Regions from separate parts of the Gossypium hirsutum genome. Here region 1 is linked to region 2. The links are chromatin contacts, called in public Hi-C maps. All regions are on one chromosome and are shown on one strand. Each heading gives the region's core, a stretch centred on a gene start, on an enhancer-like site or on the middle of the called end of the contact. The rest is flanking DNA. Distances are from core to core; before and after follow the strand shown. Region 1 holds the start of LOC107918176 (dihydroneopterin aldolase 2). Region 2 has its middle 34 kb from the start of LOC121207798.

Region 1 (3,550 bases), core at 423-2,922, 340 kb before region 2:
CATAGATTTTAATAAGCTTAATATTTGTGTCATGAACTTTTCATGATACCCCGTGTTTTAATTATTTTATATACTTTTTTCATGTTTTAAATTGTTTTGTGTTCCATATAATTTGTTACATATATTACAAATTAATCTAAATTTTACTTCATTTACCCGAAGCGAAGTGAGGGCATATTCTAGTAACAATAAAATTCAAGTCTTAAATAGATCATGGAGATATCATATTGTTGATACCAATTTCATATTCCCATTATAGATAGAGATAATTGAAAAAAAAATTGATATTTTAACAATCTATATTGTCAATATATTCATATAAAAATCACCGTAATATCTAAAAAAAAATAACTCATATACAGTCTTTTCTTTTATGTAAAAGGAGTATTTCATAAATTAAAAAAAAAAAAGTAATACGATATTAAATACGACCATAGGCATCGAACTTCAATACGGTCACAACTCGGACACATTCCATTACACTATAAACAAACATGAAGAAGAAAAAACACAAATACATTAATTTAAGTGAATGAGAAACCTGAGGTACCAAGCATGGATGAAAGATGATCTGTTACCACATCCACGTGACGGACTGCTCAAAGGATGATATATATTCAGGTCAGTTAGGCGCATCGATGGTTCTATATCTGATAATCTCAACTCCAAGGTAGTCGAGACAGCCATGAACAGCAACATGAGGCTTCCCAACCTTTACTCGAACTGCAGATATTTGAGAGTGATTTGTGAAGGTTTTTGATGCAATCATTTGAGCCACTGATTCCAAAAGATCATGAGATGGCCCTTCCACAACTTCCTTCACTATCCTATTACATAAAAGTCGCCAAAATTCTAATTAAAACCAAAACATAAGCTAAAAGATTCAATTCAATGTCTTTTCGGTTACTCACCGGTAAATATCGGTGTAACTAAGGGTGTCCGATAAGTTGTCAGATTCACCGGCTTTCCGAAGATCCATCCAAGCATCTACATCCACCAAGAACTTCTGACCCAGTTTTTTCTCTTCAGGCTTTACTCCATGGAAACCATGAAATTTCAAGCCCCTCAATATGATTTTGTCCCCGGTTGGTATTCCATTTCCAATACCTTCCATCCTCGTCACCTCCGGCACCCGGACTATACAGTTCGACACGATCCGACACTGGACACGGATCAGATCCGGCGAAATCGAAAGGAAAAAGAAAGGAAGAAGATACACGGCGGTGGCAGCGGCGTCGGCGATCGTCTACAACCTCTGATAAAGTAGTTGCTGGAGGAAAAGAAAAGAAAAACTGATGGGGAAAGCCCCCAACGGTAATCGGCAGTAAGAGATAAGAAGATCTTCTCGTGAGTTTACTTTTAGTTCCTAGGGTTTTTCTTGTCAATGAGGGAGTTTTTTTTTTTTTTTTTAAATGCAGATCCAGCCCATTTATTTGACAAAATAACAGTGGGCCAATTGCCAACAGCTATGACTAGGGTTAAAAAATGGTGTTAATAATGAAATACTTCGAGAGCTTAGAAGAGAACATGAAAGTGCTGAACGGAAGAAAGCAAATATAATCGTAACATCAAAATAGAAAACATATTACATGTCACTTCCCCAACGGTCTAATCTAGTTCCGCCTAAGAAAAGGAAAGGAGCTTTGGAGTTGGTTTTCAATGTAGCAGATAAGGATTGGGGTCAAGCATTTTACACCAGTCCCATACCTTTCAATTTTGTAAAATATCATTGATTTCGAAGTTGGGCTCAAAAGTTAGCAAATTCTAATTTAGCCAACTATGTACCTCTTACATTTGATCGACTTCGGATGCCGTTATGAACTCAAGAGAGGGCATCTGTTGATAGGCTTCTTGAACCTATACGAGACACATGGAGCAAAAGAACTTCTATATGTTCTAATGGCCGGTCTGATCTTCAACAAAGGCCTCTAATTAACATAATGGCGGCTTCTTTGGGTGGTGCAATGTTTATCATGGCTGTTGATTCAAGTGACAAAATTAAAGATGGCGGAATATATAGCAAGCTTGTTCATCCAGGGCATCGAAAAAATCACACCACAAAATGTCGTGCAAATCTATCCGATTTCAAAAGTACAGGAACGTTAATTGAATAAAAATTTCCTCATATTTTTTGGACTCCTTGAGTTGTTGATTGCTTGAACTTGACATTAAAAACTATCTGTGAGTATTTTGATCAATCATCTCACTATTCGGAATGCAGATGGGTGAATGATTTGGCGGATGAGGTGCGTGAAGTGAACTACTTTATCCTAGACCATAACTTGTCACAATCTATTTTCAATAGATATTCAAATGTGATGTTATTGAAGGTAGCCGAAACTAGATTTGCTTCTAACATTTTTGTGGTTGAAAGCAAAAGAAGCTTTGGAAAAACGATGTTGGACCTAGATTGGAAAGGGTTTAGGGTTAATGGAAAAAAAGACCCCATTAAACTGAAAGCAAGAAAACTCATGGATTTATTAGTTAGTGAAACATGATAGGACAAAATTAATTTTCTGTTAAAGTTCACACAGTGTATATGATTGAATTTTTCAGGGAAGTAAGACTTGATAATTAAGACTCAATGATAAAATAATAATAATAATAATAATAATAAAGAAACAATTTTTTATCATGAAGATCAAGACTTGATAACTGGACACTCAAAGGTTTTTAACGTAATTCAAAAAATTCTTGACGTTAGGTGGAATAAAAATAATATACCTATTCACTAAATGACTTATTCGCTACTTCCGAAATCTTATACTACAGAATGGTTTCAAGGTAGAAGTGGTGGCTTTCCAAGAAAAAGCTCTGAATGAAGACAAAGAAATTACATTCTATAGAGATAAATTGTGCTCTTAATGTACCAATTCATTTTTAATGATACCAGAAATGACAATTTTAGAATCCTGTTTTTTGATGATCAAGTCAATAAATATTATTATTTTATATTCACGAGCTTATTATAATGTTATATTGATTTTCAGTCTGAAAATTTTATTGGTTGAATAATTAATTAGGTTATAAAGATTAAATCGTAAAAATTATAAAAATTAATCATTACTGAAATTTTGTAATTAAATGGCTTAAAAAGAAATTGTTCAAGGGTTTATGTGGCAAATAGACCCTAATGTTATGGCATGGGCGATTAAGACATAAATTTTGGCCTTATTTTGTTATGAAAATTGGTTAAAAATTAAGAATTAATAATAATAAACAAAAGAAACAAAAGTGGAAAGAAAGAGAATTTTCTTCCTTCTTATCTTCTTCCACCGTTTCATCACCATTGAAGAGGGAGGAAAAAGCTTCAAATATTCCAAGCATTCGACTTATGCATGTAAGTAATTTTGAGTTACGTTTTTGGTAAATTTTATGTTTTTGAGGTTTTGAAAATTTGATTTAGTTAATTTAGGTATTGAATCGTAAAATTGCTAAAGTTTTTGAAATATTATGGTTCTTGAAGCTTTTGATATTAAATGATTTGATTGTAAGCTTAGATATGATTAATGACTAAATTTCAAAGTGAAATTTGTTAGTTATGAGTATA
Region 2 (3,564 bases), core at 97-2,596:
TTATTTTTTTGCAAGGTGAAAGAAATTATTGTTATTTAGCGCAGTAAAAGCAAGATTCCATTATGGCAGTGAATTTGAACAATTTTGACAAAAAGTAATTTGTTGTAATTTAAGTATTGAATCCAAAGGTTGTTTTAGCCTTAAACAACAAAATGTATATATTAATAAATAATGAGGTTTTGGAAAAATGGCATGTCAAAAGCGTCGGTGACTCGTTTCTGAACAATGACCATGAACTTTCAAAGTTGGATTAATGGAAGATATATAAACGTTTATGTTGAAGGGTAAATAGTTTTCACAGTAATGTTAAAATCGCAGGACAATCTTCCCCTCTTCCTCTACACTATTTTAGGAATAAAAAACAAGCAACTTTCTCCTCAAACCATTTGTGATATAATCTTCTGTGGGTACACAGTTTTATTGTGTCAACCATTGAATCCTGCTTAATGTCAATGTTTACCGGCTAGACTTGAGAAAAAATAATTAATAGTACAATAATTTAAATAAAAATTTTTATTAGTTTTTTTTTTTAATTAAGAGATTAAAATATAAATTTATTGATTTTTTAGTGTAATTTACCCTATTTTGAAAATCTTAATTTTCAAGTTTTTTCCTGGGAAATAAGAAAGAGATAAAGTTTATAGCCGTTTCCTTTTGCATTCATATTTTCAGTAGTTTTTTTATTTAATTTTTGTACTTAAAAGAAATTAAAAATTAAATTATTTAACTATTTTAAATTAAAAATTCTAGTTTAATATTAACATTGTAAGTAAAATTTATCAATATTAAATATTGATTAAGTTATTCTCATATCATGTTAAGTTGATAAATTTTAATAAAAACTATCAACAATGATAATGGTTGTACTAGAATTTTTACTTAAAAAAATAAAAATTTAATTTTTAAAATATAAGTTAAGTATTAAGAGATGAATTTTTTATTTTTGCAATTAAGACATTTCAATTGATGTTGAGGGAATTGTAGTGGTAATATGAAATCAATTAATAGCATTTTTGATCTTTACCTCAGTTATAAAAAAAAAAGTCTTTAAACTTAATTAATTTCATTATATTTACACGTTATCTTAAGTCATAATATTTGTCAAGTCAAATGATCCTAAGGAAACAACCACAGGAATAAATTCCAGTTTCCTAATTTATCTATTATCCATCCATATTATAAAATTCTCAATTGTTTTTCTCTAAAGTTACTTCTAAGGAGGCCTAGTTGCCGCACACGGCACATGGTGTTGGTTATGGTTTCACATTCTTAGAACTGAACATGCGAACCGACAATAACCTTTTCAAACCTTGAAATAACACCTAACCTTTGCAACGTGTCTGCTTCAGACTGGTCGGCGTACATTCTTTGAACCATTCCATCAAACACCTACCGCCCACTATTTTGAGCTGTTCTACAAGCTGGCTCCACTTCATTTCTTAGTTCATCTATCAAAATCTAAATTCCTATTATATATATAAGAAACCCCCACATCTTGAAATGTCAATTGCTTACAAAATTTGAGTAATTTCTTTTTCTTGCAAAAATTTGTATATTTGCTCCGTTTGTTTTAAGAAATGGCAGAGCTTTGCTTCTCTAAAGGCATTATGATCATGTTTGTTGCCGTTGTGCTCTCACTCACCACCACTGCATCAGCTCAGGACAGTGCAATGGCGCCTGCGCCGTCAATGGATACCGGAGCTGCTTTCTCGCCGGCGGTTTCCGGAATTGCGGTTATGTTCTCTCTGATTGTTTCCCTTGTTGCGCTTTTGAAGCACTGAATTGAGTACATTTGAGTGATTGAGTATTGTATCATATTGAGTTTATTATTAATTAATTACTAATAATTACTGTTATTGGTACGTATGATATCAACTTTTGTGTGGTCATGGTTTTGGGCTTTTGTGTTGTTTCTTTACTCTTAACACAAACTTCAATTTGATTACCGGTCCTATAATTATTAAAAACATATATATTAAATTTATAAAATCGATTTAATTAATTTAAAAATAAATTTTTATTTTAATTTTTGATATTTTTACTGATTACAAACAATTTACTGATTCAAATAATAGCTATTTATAGCTGCAAGTACAATCACTTCTGTAATCAATATTTATAATTGTTGAACCGTCTAACAATACCAGAATTTTTATAGCTGGACGGGATTCGCAAGAACACGCAATATGAATATAACACAATACGGACACAGTGACAACAATTTTTAGGAAACGAAGATACAAATACAACAAGGTACAACAATAAGAAATATATTTTTTTATATTAAAATACTTTTTTATTCACAATCATTTTATTAAAATAATAGTAACACTTGATTATTTAATCTTAATTAATTAAAATATTTTAAGCTAAATTTTCTACAAATTAAATGTTGTTATTAAAGATAAAAGTGAGTAGATAACAGAACTTAAGAGTTAAAAGAGAATTTTATATTTTATTCATTAATGAGAATGTTTTATTATGCTTCTCTAATCTCTATATTTATAAACATTAAAGTCTTAATGTATAAATTTATCTTGATATAATAATAAAATGTTACTTATAGTAGTTTAAGTTAGAGGTGTGCATGGCCGGGCCGGGTTCAACTAAAAATTTATACTCGTTTGTTAGGTCCGAGTTCAAAAAATGGACCTAAAATTTTATCCAACCCGACCCGAATAAAAATGTTAAAACTTGGTCCCGACTCGACCTGTCCATATTAATTTTTATATAATTTTAAAATATATATAATACATCAAAAATACTAAAAACATCAAAATAAGTATGTCCCAATAAATTGAAAATAAAATTTAAAAAATATGTATACTTAAATAACACTAAAATAGATGCAACTTAACAAGCAAATGACTCTAAAATAATAACAAAATTAACAAATATCTTTAAAATAATAACAAAATTAACAATAAAATAAGTTTTATAAAATATCCAAACAATAACAACAAAATAGTAGCAACATAATAGTAAAATGGTAGCAAAATAGGGAGAAAATAATAAGAAAATAATATTAAAAAACATATTTTTTTTGTCATTTAGTGCATTCGGGCTGAGCCCGAGCAAAAATGCCTTACCCGAGGCCCAACCCATTTTTTAAACAGACCTTATTTTTTTGTCCAAGCCTATTTTTCGGGCTTATATTTTACTCAAACCCTTTTACATTTTGGGCAGGCATTCAGGTCAAGTCGAGTGGCCTGACCATGAATAAGTCTAGATTAAGTATAGCATTGGCAAATAACCCAAATATATAATAATATAACCAAAGCAACAAGCCCACAATCAAGTAAAGAAAACTTGACAAAAAAGACCCACACCACTTTAGTGAAACGGTGAGTTTAATAAACCTAAAAAAAACCCCAGGCTTTCTCATTTCTTTCAACCGCTACCAATCATTTTCATTTTATCAACTAACAGATCGCTTCTTCATCAGCTCAACGGCCGCCACTTATTCGTGTCTGTCAATCTCCATTTTGGGGCACCGGTGTCTTGACCATGTCCAACTTCTTTTTTTTTTTGATGTATTTCGACATATCCCATACGTATTCGCAG

The links. Hi-C and Micro-C count contacts between places; a contact is called where the count stands out from the background.
Region 1: a Hi-C map of leaf shows a contact between it and region 2, with 1.9 times the contacts expected there. The contact joins the promoter of LOC107918176 here to the enhancer-like site in region 2. A contact is called at or near these places in 10 of 34 Hi-C or Micro-C datasets (callus, hypocotyl, leaf and 1 more).

The regions. Positions count from the first base shown.
Region 1 is chrA01:48,956,529-48,960,078 of Gossypium_hirsutum_v2.1, reverse strand. It overlaps LOC107918176 (dihydroneopterin aldolase 2), which reads right to left and starts at 1,672. Exons shown (of 3, transcript XR_005925782.1): 1 at 912-1,672; 2 at 551-827.
Region 2 is chrA01:48,616,728-48,620,291 of Gossypium_hirsutum_v2.1, reverse strand. No RefSeq gene overlaps it. Among protein-coding and RNA genes, the nearest start is that of LOC121207798, 34 kb to the left of the region's middle. Within about 2 kb of position 1,346, at least 7 of the 9 cell types and tissues checked have an H3K27ac peak or open chromatin away from gene starts, as enhancers often do. A contact at or near this core is called in hypocotyl and leaf, where this site is marked.